Linked DNA regions of Zea mays: all the other regions are linked to region 1. Evidence: chromatin contacts called from public Hi-C data. All regions are on one chromosome and are shown on one strand. Each heading gives the region's core, a stretch centred on a gene start, on an enhancer-like site or on the middle of the called end of the contact. The rest is flanking DNA. Distances are from core to core; before and after follow the strand shown.

Region 1 (4,467 bases), core at 870-3,369:
CCCTAGCCATCCACGTGTATGGGTTTTTGAGATTTTCCTGGGATTTATTAGAATTTCTTAATTGGGCCAAGCCCATAAATCCTAACATGTAGTCTAGTGATTTTTGTGTAAAAAACAACATACGTGGTTTATGAGAGATGGTATTGTGTTGAAGCTAATTTTTTTTCCCAAACTGACGGAAATTTAACTACTGATGATGTCTGTTTTGCCTAATCTTGTTGGTGAAAATCCTAGCAGATCAAAGCTAGGACATGAACGCAGTTGTCCTCGAGTGAGCGGTGCCCGGCTGCCCGCCATCAGGCCATTCACAGTGGGGGAATTTATTTGGGTTATATATTTATGAAATGCCCCGTTACATAGATGATACGACAGGAATTTAATGAATGAGAGATGTGTAGAAGGTTTCATGAGAGGTGAGAGTTTTATGATTAAGATTCTCTTAAAATATTTTGGATAATTAAAATCACTTATATTTTCATAGAAGTCCCGTTGGAATTGGGAATTAGAACCCAGATTTTTTAATTATAATGTTCAGTTGTCTAATGAATTCAAAGTTGGAATTAAAGCTCAATTCTTTAGTATTGGACTACAACTAGAAGTTCTCTCACATAATTCAAAGTCTAGACCCTTTGTATTGGCTAAAATTGTAATTCTAGTTATATCCAAACAATATATTTGTATTGCAACCCTTTTATAATACTTGGCAAATTTGGTTTTTTAAATCTAATTCAATTTTAACTTCTCTAATATCTACATCAAAATGATCTCTAATCCACAATGGTAGATGGAGGAAGAAAGTGAGAATTGTTCGGCCTCAATGTTGTTCGGCTTCATGGGTGACTTCAGCGACGACAATAAGGGCATGTAAAACTACATGTAATATGCCTCTATGGAGTTTTGCAAAACCCAAACACCCCAGATAGAGGTAGGAATTTGTCGAACGAACCACACTCCTTCGTAGACGTTAAATGGTCTTTAGAAGATGAAGTGGAAAAGTAAAGTGAGCCTGTCTCTGTATGACCCTCTATACATATTTACTCTTAATTGTATTTATGATCTAAAGAATCAGAATTGTATCGTATAGTCTCTCGTCTGACTATTACTCTTGTATACTTAGGGTTCGTTTGGCAAAGCTCCAGGTCCTGCTTCTTTAGCTCTAGATCTTGATCCTCGTGAGGAGCTGATCCTCCTGATTCTCCTAGAGAATCAGAATCATTTTTAAAACCGTTTGGCAAGTAAACTGATTCTTGTCTGCTGAGAGTTGGTGGTCTATAGCGATTGTCTGTTTTACCCTTTGCAGCTCAACTTTGTTACAAACCAATAAGTAGAATGCATATACGGAAAAAAATTATGAAACAATAACATATAAAATATTCTCATCATAGTAGTGCATAAAATGTTCTCAAATGTTTAATCCATAAATTGGCTCGTTATGTTTTTGTCCAATGGCAATTGCGGGTAATTTCGATCAAACTTTAAGGGAGGTCCATATTTGGTTGGTTGAGGAGCTGTTTTAAGGGATGGTGGAGCAGTTTTTTTTAGATCCACCTTTCTTCACAAAAACGATTCCCAATCTTTCGGCTCCACACGAGAATCAGTTTAAAAAATACCCGTTTGGCACGGCTCCTCCAGATCCTCGCTTAGAATCAGGAGCTGGAGCTGTACCAAACGGGCCCTTAAAATCGGTCCAAAGACTTAGAGTTATACCCACACCGTTCCAATTTAGAATTCATTTGACTTTTTTTTATCAAATTTGATTAGACTCGTCTTATTATTTTTTTGAAAAAAGAAAAAAAACAAAGCCATACTTAAAATATATTATACTCTAAACGATATCGTAATAAATAGTAATAATAATTATATTTTTTGAATAAAACGAGCAGATCAAATTTAGGGTAAAAAGTCAAATAAATTATAAATTGGAAGGCATGCTTTAACAGTAACGGGTTCGTTGAGAAGAATAGACCGCGCACGCGCCCGCGAGTCCATCTTCGATACGCGCGCCGCCCTGGATTCCAGGATTCGGTTCCCCGAATCCCCGTACAAAAACAAACGCGAGTCGAGCCCGGCCGCGCGCCCGCGCCTATTTAAGCCTAACCAACCCCACGCAACTACGCAAGCCAGGGTTTATTAGTTCGCTCGCTCCTCCCTCGCCACGCACGCCGCCTGAGTTCCATCCGCCGCCGCCGCGGTGGGCACGCAGCACAATGGCTATGGTGCAGGCCGGCATGGGCCTCGGCCGCATCGTCCTCCTCATCGGCGTCGGTGCGTAACGCCGCCGCCCCATACTCCGTTCTGCACTTGCTCTTCGATCGCCTGATCTGCTGCATGCTACCCCATGGTTTTACTAGATCAATCGAGCTAGCCTTTATTTCCTGTGCTCAGTAGTTAGTACGCGCGCGCTCGCTCGCCGTTGCTCACGCCCACACGCGCGCCTTTAGTTTTTTTTCTCCTCCTTTCTTTTTCTCATCTACCATCCGATACGATCGATCGTGCAGGTGCTGTCGGCGGCCCCATCGCTGTCCGCAGCGGCAAACTCGGCGAGCTCCTCCGCGATCTTCAGGTGCGTGGCGCGGCGCGCGGCTCCGATCGATCTACCCATGCGGCGTGTTTGCATCGTGTGCTTGAATTCAATTCTGATCCGCGTTTGATGATTAACTGATGATCCTGGCGTCGCAGGAGTCTCTTAGCGAGAAGGGGGCGGCCGCCGTCAACGACGACGTTAACACAGTGGTACGTCACGCGTGCATCGCGCAACGCCCTGCTTCTGCTCGTACATGAAGAGACGCAGCATGCGTGCACGGTGCACCTTGTGCTAGTAGTATAATTAATGTAACACCATGTTTTTTGTGGCTTTCAATCTGTTTTATTTAGGTGGCTAAAGCACTTGCTCAAATGACCAAGGAAATTAATCACATCGCGACAAGAATCTCACAACCGATGATTCATGTTGATACAGGAAACGGAGTAGGTCTGTCACCATAACTATATATACCGTGCTTGAATCTGATTGTTCGGCTGTCAGGTTCCTGTCTTACAATTACATATGTACCATCCAATCATGTCTTAATAACATGCATTGTGCAGGCTTGGCATGCATATGCTTATGCTTTACTAAATCCAACCCTCATATTGCATGAGCACAAACTGAAAATATCTTTAATTTATTCTTCCCCACTCTAAACGTTGAAATCCCGCTACTTTGCATACAAACACACGCACACGTAAGAACGTGTGTTAAAGTAAACCTGTAAATGGAACGTTCTTTCCGTGGGATATAATATCAGTGAATTGTCCACCTCTTTTTACCAGCTTAAGTTTTTTTTATTGAACTTGTTTGACACCAAAATGAGCCGGCGGACTGTCCGGCCCTGAGGGCGCCGCCGGCGATCTTCCGCTGCCCCTGCGCACGCGCGGACAGTCCGGCCCTAGGGCGCGGACCGTCCGGCCGTCAGGCAGGGAAACCGAGCTCCTGCACCAGGTCGCGGACCGTCCGGCCCTGCGCCGCGGACCGTCCGCGCCTGACCAGAGAGCACCGCCGCCTCGCGCCAGGTCGCGGACCGTCCGGCCTTGGGTCGCGGACCGTCCGCGCCTGACCAGAGAGCACCGCCGCTGGTTCTCTTGAGTAATTGGCGCCTCCAAAAAGGTGTCAACAGAACTGATTGTCGCATGCAACTTAATAGAGTATCAAAGCCAGATATTTTGAGTTCAAACCCTAGTTATTAACACAATTAAATAAAATAATTGTTGTTTGCTTCTATTTCACGTTTGATAGCTAAGTGAGCCTCAATATGAGCGGGAAGTGTTGAAATATACAATAAGTGAATTGTCCACCTTATTCTACTAGCTTAAACTTTTAGGTTAAATTAGTTGGTGCATGCAACTTAATACTTTTAAATTTTTATGTGTAAAATTTATATGGCACTTACTCCCGAATATTCAACTGACTGATTAATTTCTTATAACATATTCTATTTTTCTTTGACAAATAAGCCAGCAAACGTTGATGTTTTCCCAAAAGTCTTCGTAGACCTCTTTCCGATGAAAAATCTTTTTGTGTAATTCTAAATGTGAAGTAAGTCTCCGTATCTTATTGGTGAAACTGAATACTTGAAATTCAACAGAACCGGGCATGTTTTTTTCTTTCTGAATATACTCTAAACCGATGTATTCTGTTCTCGTTGTAATGAAAATGGAGACATCCTCTAAAAAAAGACTTTATGTGTAAAATTCGATATGTCTTTTATTTAGACCGGTGTGTAAACATAATTAAAGCCCTCGTTAAGTAATTTTACCTCTTTGCAGCTGCATCAGCTTTGATAGTACCTGCTGCTGCTGTTGGGACAGTCGGCTATTGTTACATGTGGTGGAAAGTAAGTCCCAACTGATGTTGATTCTTTTATTCATCAGTGACAATCCCATTGTATATTTAAGTAAATCCGCATGTCCTGAACACCCTTTCAGACA
Region 2 (4,467 bases), core at 1,226-3,725, 190 kb before region 1:
ATTTGCTGAAACTGCTCAGCTTATATCACGCGCTTAACTCCATCTTTTTTATCGAACGACGCAGGAGAGCTGTGTGTCATTTCATTAAGAAAGAAGAGGAACCAACGAGGATGACCAAGAGGTCCTCCCCAAGTACAGATCAAAACAATAGGACCAGCCAGAAAGAGAAAAAAGAAAACAGATCAGACCCCCTAGCACCTAGCTGGCTAAGTTCGAAGCCCAGTCAGGACTCCATCACAAGACCAAAAGAGTTGTGCTGGTGCATGTGTTGGACCTTCAGCACCATCACACCCTTGGCCCAATGTCAAGCCACATACCACACCATGATTATGCCACATACCACATACCACACCATTTATAATCATAGAAGTAGCTGCATGCACGTGTGGTACAGACACAGCCCATCCTAATTCCCGTGACGCTATGGATGGAGACCGGACAGAGAATAATATATTATATTGCTTTTAGAAGGTGCTTTTCCGGACGGAGCGCTTGGCTGAGAGATGAACAGAGAAAAGGGCAGAGACGCTTGCGCCGTCGGATCTTGATCTTGGGGTGGAGAAAAAAATGTAGACGTGGACAGGCGGGAAGCCCAGTTTTGCTCCCCGCTCTATATATATAAAATTAGCATCGACTCTGGAGTGGGGGTTGGCATATTTATATAACTCTATATAAGAATTAAAAGGAACACTGGAAGGAACCTACTGCAACTTCATACTCCCTATGTCCCTCTAAGAATGCACATAATGCTTTCTGAGGAATCAATTAATTTTAAGTTTGACAAGATTTAAAGAAAATATTTTCAACGTTTGTATCTCCAAATGGGTTTATTATGAAAAATATATTGCATGGTTAATCTAATAATAGTTACTCGATATCATAAATATCAGTACCTTTTTGCATATATTTAGTCAAACTTGAGATTGGTTGACTCCTCGAAAAGTGGGATGTGTCCTATTTTTGGGACGGAGAGAGTACATTGATGACAGCTAGGAAGACTAATCTATTGGCTAGAAATTAACAATATGATTGAGTTCACTGCCCTTTTCCATATTGGCACCTCTGTGCCCTGCATCAAATATGATGGAAGCCACAGAAGTTGATCGAACTGTAACACACACACAAAGTGCAAGTATGAAGTGAAAACATATATGGTGGTGTGATTTTGTCAGTAGCAGGTGATGCGAGGTGAGTACGATGGTGGGAGCAATCCAATGGTGGAATTCGAGTCGAGAGTGTTGCATTTCACTCAAGCCATGCATAGTGGTGGACCAAGACACGGGGCAGAAAAAAACCTAGCCAACCATGGAGCAGGCATTGGCCAGTAAGGTGATTGAGGCATGATGCAGCTTAAGCATGGCAACAGAGAATGCTGGGGAATGCTGAGGTACAAAAAAGTTAAGTAAATCAATTGTTTGGGAGGGGGTGGCAGCGTGGCAGCAGGATGGATTCAGGGGTTGTTTGGTTTGGTGCCTAAGACGCCACAATGTGCCAAACTTTTCTGCCTAACCTTAGTTCTTCAATTCGAGCGCCTAAGGTTAGGCAGATTGTGGCGCCTTAGGTAGGAAACCAAACATGCCCTCAAACTTTTAGGTATTCTATGCTTCTACTAGATAGAGTTAGCAAAAGTTGTGCTTGTGCGATTTGTGAACAAAATTTTGCCCATGGCCTTGTGCAGTTTGTGAACAGCCTTGAATTCTGTTAATTCTTCAATCAAAAGAAATAAACAAAATAGATGGAACTAAGGTCCATTCCACACTGAGTGGAATTTCGAAGATGTTTCCATTTTTATTGGATGTAATCCTGACTATATTACACAATATAACACTCAGGGCAACACAGCAGACAACGATTAAGGCAATTAAACCCTTTCTGATGCTCTAAGCACCAAATTAAGCTCCCATGTTACTTCCAAAGTGTATCTAGAGATGACAGAGATTGAAATAAACGAGGCAAGAAAAAGAAAAGGTCGCATACCCTCCACTCCACAATTGCGTCGAGGAAGAAGGACGATCCGCTGGATGGCTCCGCCTTCAGTGTGTGGAGGCTGCGGTACACATCGATGTCGATCTCCTCCACCCGCTGCGAGAAGCTCTTAAACTGCGGAAAGAAACACATAGCTCATTAGCATCCATAAAACTCTTCCGCGAGCTGGATTCTGTGTTAGCGGAACAGCCAGCAGTCGGAGAAGAGGCGTACCGAGAAACGCTTGCGGCTGGACGAGGACGTGTTGAGGCACTTCACCGCCGCATAAGACGGGGTCGCCATGGCCGCCGGCGAGGTGGGATGGCGGCGCTAAAAGGAGGCGATGGCTACGAGGGGGCCGGGCGGAACCGGAACAACATCCGGGTCCGGAGGCTCGCGGGTTTAAGCGAGGAGCAGAGTTTTGCTTGTGGCCTAGGGTTTCGAGGGAGGCCGTGACCCAAAATTTTACAGTTTAGCCCTTTTTCGAAGAAATTTTACATCTAGCCTCCTGAAAGAATTATTTCTCAGTTTTGGATCATCTGCTCGGCGTCATGGCCTTGATGCCGAACACACCGACGCCACAATCCATGATGCCGAAATACTGGCCCCACTGACGTGGCACCTAGCTCGGCACCATAGATCTTGACGCCGAACTAGGCTTTAGACGTCGGCGTGGTTCCTCTATCCCCATTCACTCAATCACTATGTCGCCTGAACTGTGGCATTAATTTGTATACAAGCCTACAATGGATTTTTTATGAGGCTGTTTAAGCTTCATATAAACCTTGTTGTATTAGTTGACCTGTAATTTCTGCAACTCAAAAGCTAGTAGAAATGTGGAATCAGTTCACACTGCAGAAATCACAAGCCCCATTGTGGACACTGCCACAAGAATCTAATAATTTGCAGCACTTCATTGAGGAAGAGCTAAATTATCGAGAACAATATGGAAGAAGCACAAATGCACAATCGTAGCTTGTCACATCGTGCTAAGGGCTAACTTTTTTAGGTAAAAAAAACTTGTGCCTAATTGAACTGCCTAACTGCTTTCACACATCATGTATCACAAACACACGATTTTGCCTTAAGGGCCAATCCAAGTATCTAACAATACCAAAATAACATGAACCTAATATTAAGTAGCAAAAAGGAGGGACATGATTCTCTCAAAGGTAAACTACACAATAAATGGATAAACTAAGCACGGACCAGCGCTCCCTGTGAACCCGGATCTCCAAAGACAGCCTCTGTTCAACATTTACATCTTTCTGATTAGCTTTATAGGAACACTATTGGTCGATGGGGGCGCTGAGTGGCACCACAGAGGGCTTCAGTGCCCGCAGGGCAGAGACGACGACCCTAGCCCTAGACGAGGCGACGAGTAGGAGGGAGCTCGGCTGGGCGAGGCCAGAGGGCTGCGAGGGGCGGATGGAGCTAGCGAGGAGGCGGGCGGCGGGGACACGACCTCTGTCGATTCGACCACCACCTCGATGCTCGGGAGGCGGGTGTGGTGGGTGGGGGCAGGATGGCGTCTCGGGGCTCGAGGGCGGGGGGAGGGGCGTCGGGGGCGATGCTGCTGTGGGCTTGGGCTTGAGCGGGGGCGAGGAAGGAGACCGCACATGCGTGGAAGATGCCACAGTTCATGATGCCGTGGAGCGCGCTTGTCCGGGCGCAGCAGTCGGCGATGGAGAGAGGCCTTGACCGGGGAGGTCGAGAGCCACGGTGTGGATGTCGCGGGAGGAGAGCGATGAGAGGACGCAGCCGAAGGACAAGGACCCTGTGGCGAGGCTCGGGATGATGAGGATGCGGTGCGCGGGGAGCCAGCGCCGTTGCCGGCAGGGCGAGAGGTCATGACGAACAGGCCGGGGAGGGATCGAGCTTGAGGACGCACCCTGCGGCGAGGTGTGCACAGAGGAGGCGAGAGAAGCACTGGAGATGAGGGAGGCAGGATGTGGGTGATAAGGAGCGTGTGGAGGGGTGGCGGCGAGGTTTCGGGGGAGGTGTGGCGGCGCGGGCGAGGACGAAGGAGCACATGCGGGCGAAGATGAATCACGGGGGAGGACGACGGAAGGACGGCGGGCGAGGACGAAGGAGCACATGCGGGCATCGGGCGAAGATGGATCACGGGGGCGGGGGCACGCGAATCACGGGAGCGGAGGCACGGTGAAGTAGGTGGATGCCTAGTTTGCTCTCTTATAGAGTAGTAAAGATTAAGCCTGGATAATGGTAAATCTGCAAGATACATGTTGTTTAACGCCTGAATACAATAATGTCTTTGGTAACATGTTTTATCTAAAAATATGGATGTAATGCTCTTTTGCAATTTTACTGATTTTATTTTGTCACTCAATTGTAGATGACTCAGTCGTTGAGCAAGCTCGGTGAGAGTGAAAAAGCACAGGGCGTAGTGCACTACTACTGTGGTTGTGTTGTCAGCGGGAGACGGGCTGCCCGCTCTGCAAACACACGGGATAAAACGATCTTTGTCTAGCAAATAAAGGC
Region 3 (4,467 bases), core at 982-3,481, 140 kb before region 1:
CCTGTCTTGTTGGATGTAAATAAGAAAGTCTTATGTAGTCCTTTGTAGGCCAAAACTTCTCCTGTTATCGTAGGCTCTTCACTGATCTAGTGATAGTGTTTAGAGTCTAGATAGCGTTCTGGCCGTGGTTGGTCTTTTGGTGTTCTTACCGCGTGATGGCGGTTGTTTCAAACTTTCCTATTTCTTAATGAAATAGGGGGCTTCGCCCCTTCGTCAAAAAAAAGGTATTGAGTATTGCTTGATTATATAGGAAACTTGAAGTACAATTAACCTTCATATCTGAACTAGTTGGTCGCCTAACTGTCGTCTAGGCTGGTGCCTAGGCGTCCAGTCCAGGCGCGCCTAGCCAGGGCACAGTGATAACCATGGCGGAACAATTGAAAGGCTATCTATTTGTTACATGGTCATGAAAGCATGCTCACTTCTTTGTCGGCTCCACTTCTTTTGAACCATGCAAGTAACTTTGGAGGTCTTGGGTGCCCCTTCGCTGCAAGTTCTTTCAGTGGCTAGCAACGGATAACAGATGCTGGACAGAGACATTGCAGTCTGGTCGCACCCACCCTGCTGCCCGCTTTGTTTCTCAGGAGGAAGCCCTCATGTCAACCTGTGTCTTCTCCTGCCAGGTTTGGTCCATTGCTCTTGGCAAGTTTGGCATACAAGCACTAGAACCATCCATGGACAATATGATGGTGCAAGGCGACACAGAAGGCTCCAACGGTGGCAAGGAAGGGCCTCAATTCCCTGGTGATCCTCCTGGCATGGATTCTATGGAAACATGGAGCCGATGTGTATTTGATGGAATCCCACCGTCGATCTCAGCAGTAATACAGGAGGCAAGCGAGCAGGCACATTTCTGGATCATGGCAGGTGTGAAGACCACGTGTGCTGCTTGGACGACCTGACTAGGTGACCGGCCAGTAGGGGCTGTATGTATTCTTTAAACAGGCGCGTTCATGCAAAAAACTAACACCAGACGTGGAATCAGGTGCGATTGTTTTTTTTCTTTTCTATCGATCAATGAAATGAAACGCAGCTCTCGTGGGCGTCCGAGAAAAAAAGAAAGCATGCTCACAAATCACCTTATATTGAAGGCAGGCAATGCTGAATCTATTTCACTGCAATAAAATCTCTGGCTACGACGGACAACACAAGAATATCATAATTCATAAAATCCAGCCAACCATAGTAAAATTCCATACTTGCCTAGTCTTTTCAGGCAACATCCCATAGAAATCCAACACAACTAAATAAAGTGCAGTAAAAATATGAATTAAGTTCAATCCGCTTCCAGAGAGGTTTGGTCGAATCCTACAAAACAAATCATAGAAAAGGATGCAGCAAACTGAATGAAGAAATAGTTACCCATCCTTGTAGAGGAAGACCACAACCCAAACTTCTGATGGTGCCTGAGACACCTCCCGCACGAAGTCCGAGCCAGTGATGGGAACTATACTACCAAATCGCGCGGCTTTTGCGGCCTCCCTCAGCTCGGCAAGCCTCATCTTCCTGCAGGCATCAAATTACATCAAATCGTCACAATCACTTCCCAGCTATGCCAAACTAATCGAGATAGTTATATACTTGGGACTCCTAACAACTCGCTTCGCAGTTTTGCCATCCGAATCGAATAATCCAAAGCTCGGTACTACTACGAGGAATCCGCATCAACAACAGAAATACATCAGGTTACTGTCAGGAGCACACGAATTATAGCAATTGGCCACGCTGGTCAGATCAGATCAATCAAACGCGGCAGGCGCCAGAGCATCCTAAGATTCACCCAATAACAAACGGGGGAAAAAGACAGTATCACGGATCAGCAATCAGACCGCAGACCGGATCGAGCCTACGGAAAGGCCCTACCTGTACTGCTCGAGGAAGCGGTCGTCATCAAGGTCGTCCTCGAGTTCCTCGAGCTCTTCGGCCTCGCGCTCGTCGAGCCATTCCTTGGACTTGGGCTGCTCGCCGGCGTCGACCTTGGGGGCGAAGGGCGGCGGCTTGAAGGGCTCCGGCTTCGGGGGCAGGTTCCCGAGGCGGCGCTGGATATCGTCCCACTGTGTGCTCGCCCCCTCAACGTCCTTGTACACGAAGTGGTAGTCCGCCATGGCCGAGCACCACGAACGCAGAGAGAGATGGAGGGAGGGAGGGGATGCGCAAAACCGGCGAATGGAGAGAATTTTGCAAACATGACACCGCCGTGGGCGGGCTTCAAATATTTGGCACCGCCGTCGTGGCAATTGTAGGCGTGGCATCCAAATCTTCCGACTTTTGCAAATTTGGCATTGCGGTCGGTTAATGGTCATTAGGAACTCTCTCGTTCCCGTGCTGCCCTCGCTCCGTTCCGCTCCGTTAGGAATTTGCCGGCCTTGGACGTCGTCTTCCTCTCCCGTATTCCTCTCCCGTCAGTCTCCCGTATTCCATTCTTCTCTCCTCTTGCTCGCCCTCGACGTCGTCTTCCTCGAGCTGAGCTCTTCCGTTCGTCCCGGCGCGCTCTGGGTGCAGGCCGTCGTCTACCTCGAGCTGGGCCGGTCGTCCCCGCGCGCACTGGGTGCAGGCCGTCGTCTTCGTCGAGCGCATTCTTTGCCGCGGTCCTTTCCCGCGCGTACCGGATCTCGCGCTTCCCTGCCTCTGCTGTTCCTGCGCTGGTGGTCCATTGGACGTAGAGGCACTCCAACGCCGCCGTCTTTGGTAATAATTTCCTTTGCGTCGATCCTTTCCAGTTAGCGTCGGCTGACTAATTAGCGTAGTACATTTTCGATGTGATTTGGAACTGGCACTTCCATTTCGATGTTACTGTGGCAATGAGAATATATTGTATGTGCAGTGTATTTAGTATGAATAATACTTCGAACAATGAGGCAGTACCCCCAATGGACGAAACGATTGCAAGCACTGTCGAAGAACACCAGTGGCCACTGACTTGTATTGGCACACAGCCTACAGTGGTTAGTAGTTTGAATTTATTTTATGCAATTTAGTTGTTATGTAATGTATTTGAACTGCTATTGGTTAATAGGGGGATGGGCATGGAATTCATGATATTGATTGGGATTCAATATTGGTGGAAGAAACCAACAACGAAGAAGGAAGAAATCATGTAACTAGTGAAAAAGGTCTATATTATCAGCTTGGATTGGATACTCAAGATGATAGAAGGCAAGAAGATTCAAGTGCTCCCTGTTTTGGAAATAGCAATTCTTGTGAAGAAGATATGGGAGCAGGCATTCCGTGTTCTGATGCAGTGCTTGATGAGACGAGGACCATATATGATATGAACAATCCAGTAATGCAGCCTGGCAGCTTGTATGCAACAATGCACCACTTCAGACTGGCAATTAGACAATACGCGATAAATAAAGAATTTGAGCTTGGAATTGAGGCTACCAACAAAACTAGATTTAGAGGGTATTGTAAAGGGCCTGATTGCCCTTGGAGCATTCATGCCAGACCAGAGATAAAAGGGGCTCCAACAATTCAAGTAAGCTGAGAATATAGCTTTTTCACTTAATATGTACCTTTCGTGCTCAAACAATATAGCTATTGACACTTGAACCAATTTTGCAGGTAATTGTCTTGAATGACAAACATACTTGTACTTCTAGTGGTAGACGTAAGACGACGACACCTACAGGTGCTTGGGTTGCGGCACGTGCCCTTCCTTTGCTAATGAAGAAACCTCATATGGGTGCCAAGGAGCTGCAAACTACATTGCAGGACACTTTTGGTTGTACTATTGCGTATGACACAGTTTGGCATGGGAAAGAGAAAGCTTTGAAAGAATTATTTGGAAGTTGGGAAGAGAGCTTTCAGCTACTATGGCGTTGGAGAGAAGCAGTTATGCAAAAGTCACCGGACAGTATCATTGAGCTAGATGTCAAAATGGATGAGGGGCGTCCTTTCTTCAGTAGATTTTTTTGTGCGCTCGGTCCATGCATTTCTGGTTTCAAGGGTGGGTGCCGACCATACCTTAGTGTTGACTCCACAGCTCTTAATGGAAGGTGGAATGGTCACCTTTGTTGTGCAATAGGTGTTGATGGACACAATTGGATGTATCCAGTAGCATATGGATTTTTTGAGGCAGAAAACACTGAAAATTGGACATGGTTCTTTCTTCAGTTGCACAAGGTTGTGGGTGATCTGCCTTTGTTAGCTTTGTGTTCAGATGCCTGCAAGGGTCTGAAAAATGCTATGAACAATGTCTTTCCGCATGCTGAGAAAAGGGAGTGTTTTAGGCATCTCATACAAAATTACATAAAGTTGTTTGGTGGGTCTGAGTACATGTATCCAGCAGCAAGAGCTTATAGGAGAGAAGTCTTCGATCACTATTTTAGTAGCATCCAAGAAATTCCTAGGGTCAGTAGTTGGCTACATGAGCATCATGACTACCTTTGGTACAGAAGTGGATTCAATACGGACATCAAGTGCGACTACGTGACTAACAACATTGCTGAGGTTTTCAACAATTGG

What was found. A called contact is a pair of places that touch in the nucleus more often than the background predicts.
Region 2: a Hi-C map of ear shows a contact between it and region 1, with 2.3 times the contacts expected there. The contact joins the promoter of LOC103649658 here to the promoter of LOC100277536 in region 1. A contact is called at or near these places in 11 of 25 Hi-C or Micro-C datasets (bundle sheath, ear, endosperm and 4 more).
Region 3: a Hi-C map of endosperm shows a contact between it and region 1, with 2.1 times the contacts expected there. The contact joins the promoter of LOC100217149 here to the promoter of LOC100277536 in region 1. A contact is called at or near these places in 5 of 25 Hi-C or Micro-C datasets (bundle sheath, ear, endosperm and 2 more).

What each region holds. Positions count from the first base shown.
Region 1 is chr3:8,572,710-8,577,176 of Zm-B73-REFERENCE-NAM-5.0, reverse strand. LOC100277536 reads left to right here and starts at 2,119. Exons shown (of 12, transcript NM_001151067.2): 1 at 2,119-2,265; 2 at 2,499-2,563; 3 at 2,680-2,733; 4 at 2,875-2,971; 5 at 4,306-4,373. The coding sequence starts at 2,208.
Region 2 is chr3:8,763,884-8,768,350 of Zm-B73-REFERENCE-NAM-5.0, reverse strand. It overlaps LOC103649658 (small subunit processome component 20 homolog), which reads right to left and starts at 2,475. Exons shown (of 31, transcript XM_035966143.1): 1 at 2,200-2,475; 2 at 1,978-2,100. The coding sequence starts at 2,268.
Region 3 is chr3:8,708,311-8,712,777 of Zm-B73-REFERENCE-NAM-5.0, reverse strand. It overlaps LOC100217149 (Thioredoxin superfamily protein), which reads right to left and starts at 2,231. Exons shown (of 4, transcript NM_001143515.1): 1 at 1,864-2,231; 2 at 1,363-1,506. The coding sequence starts at 2,105.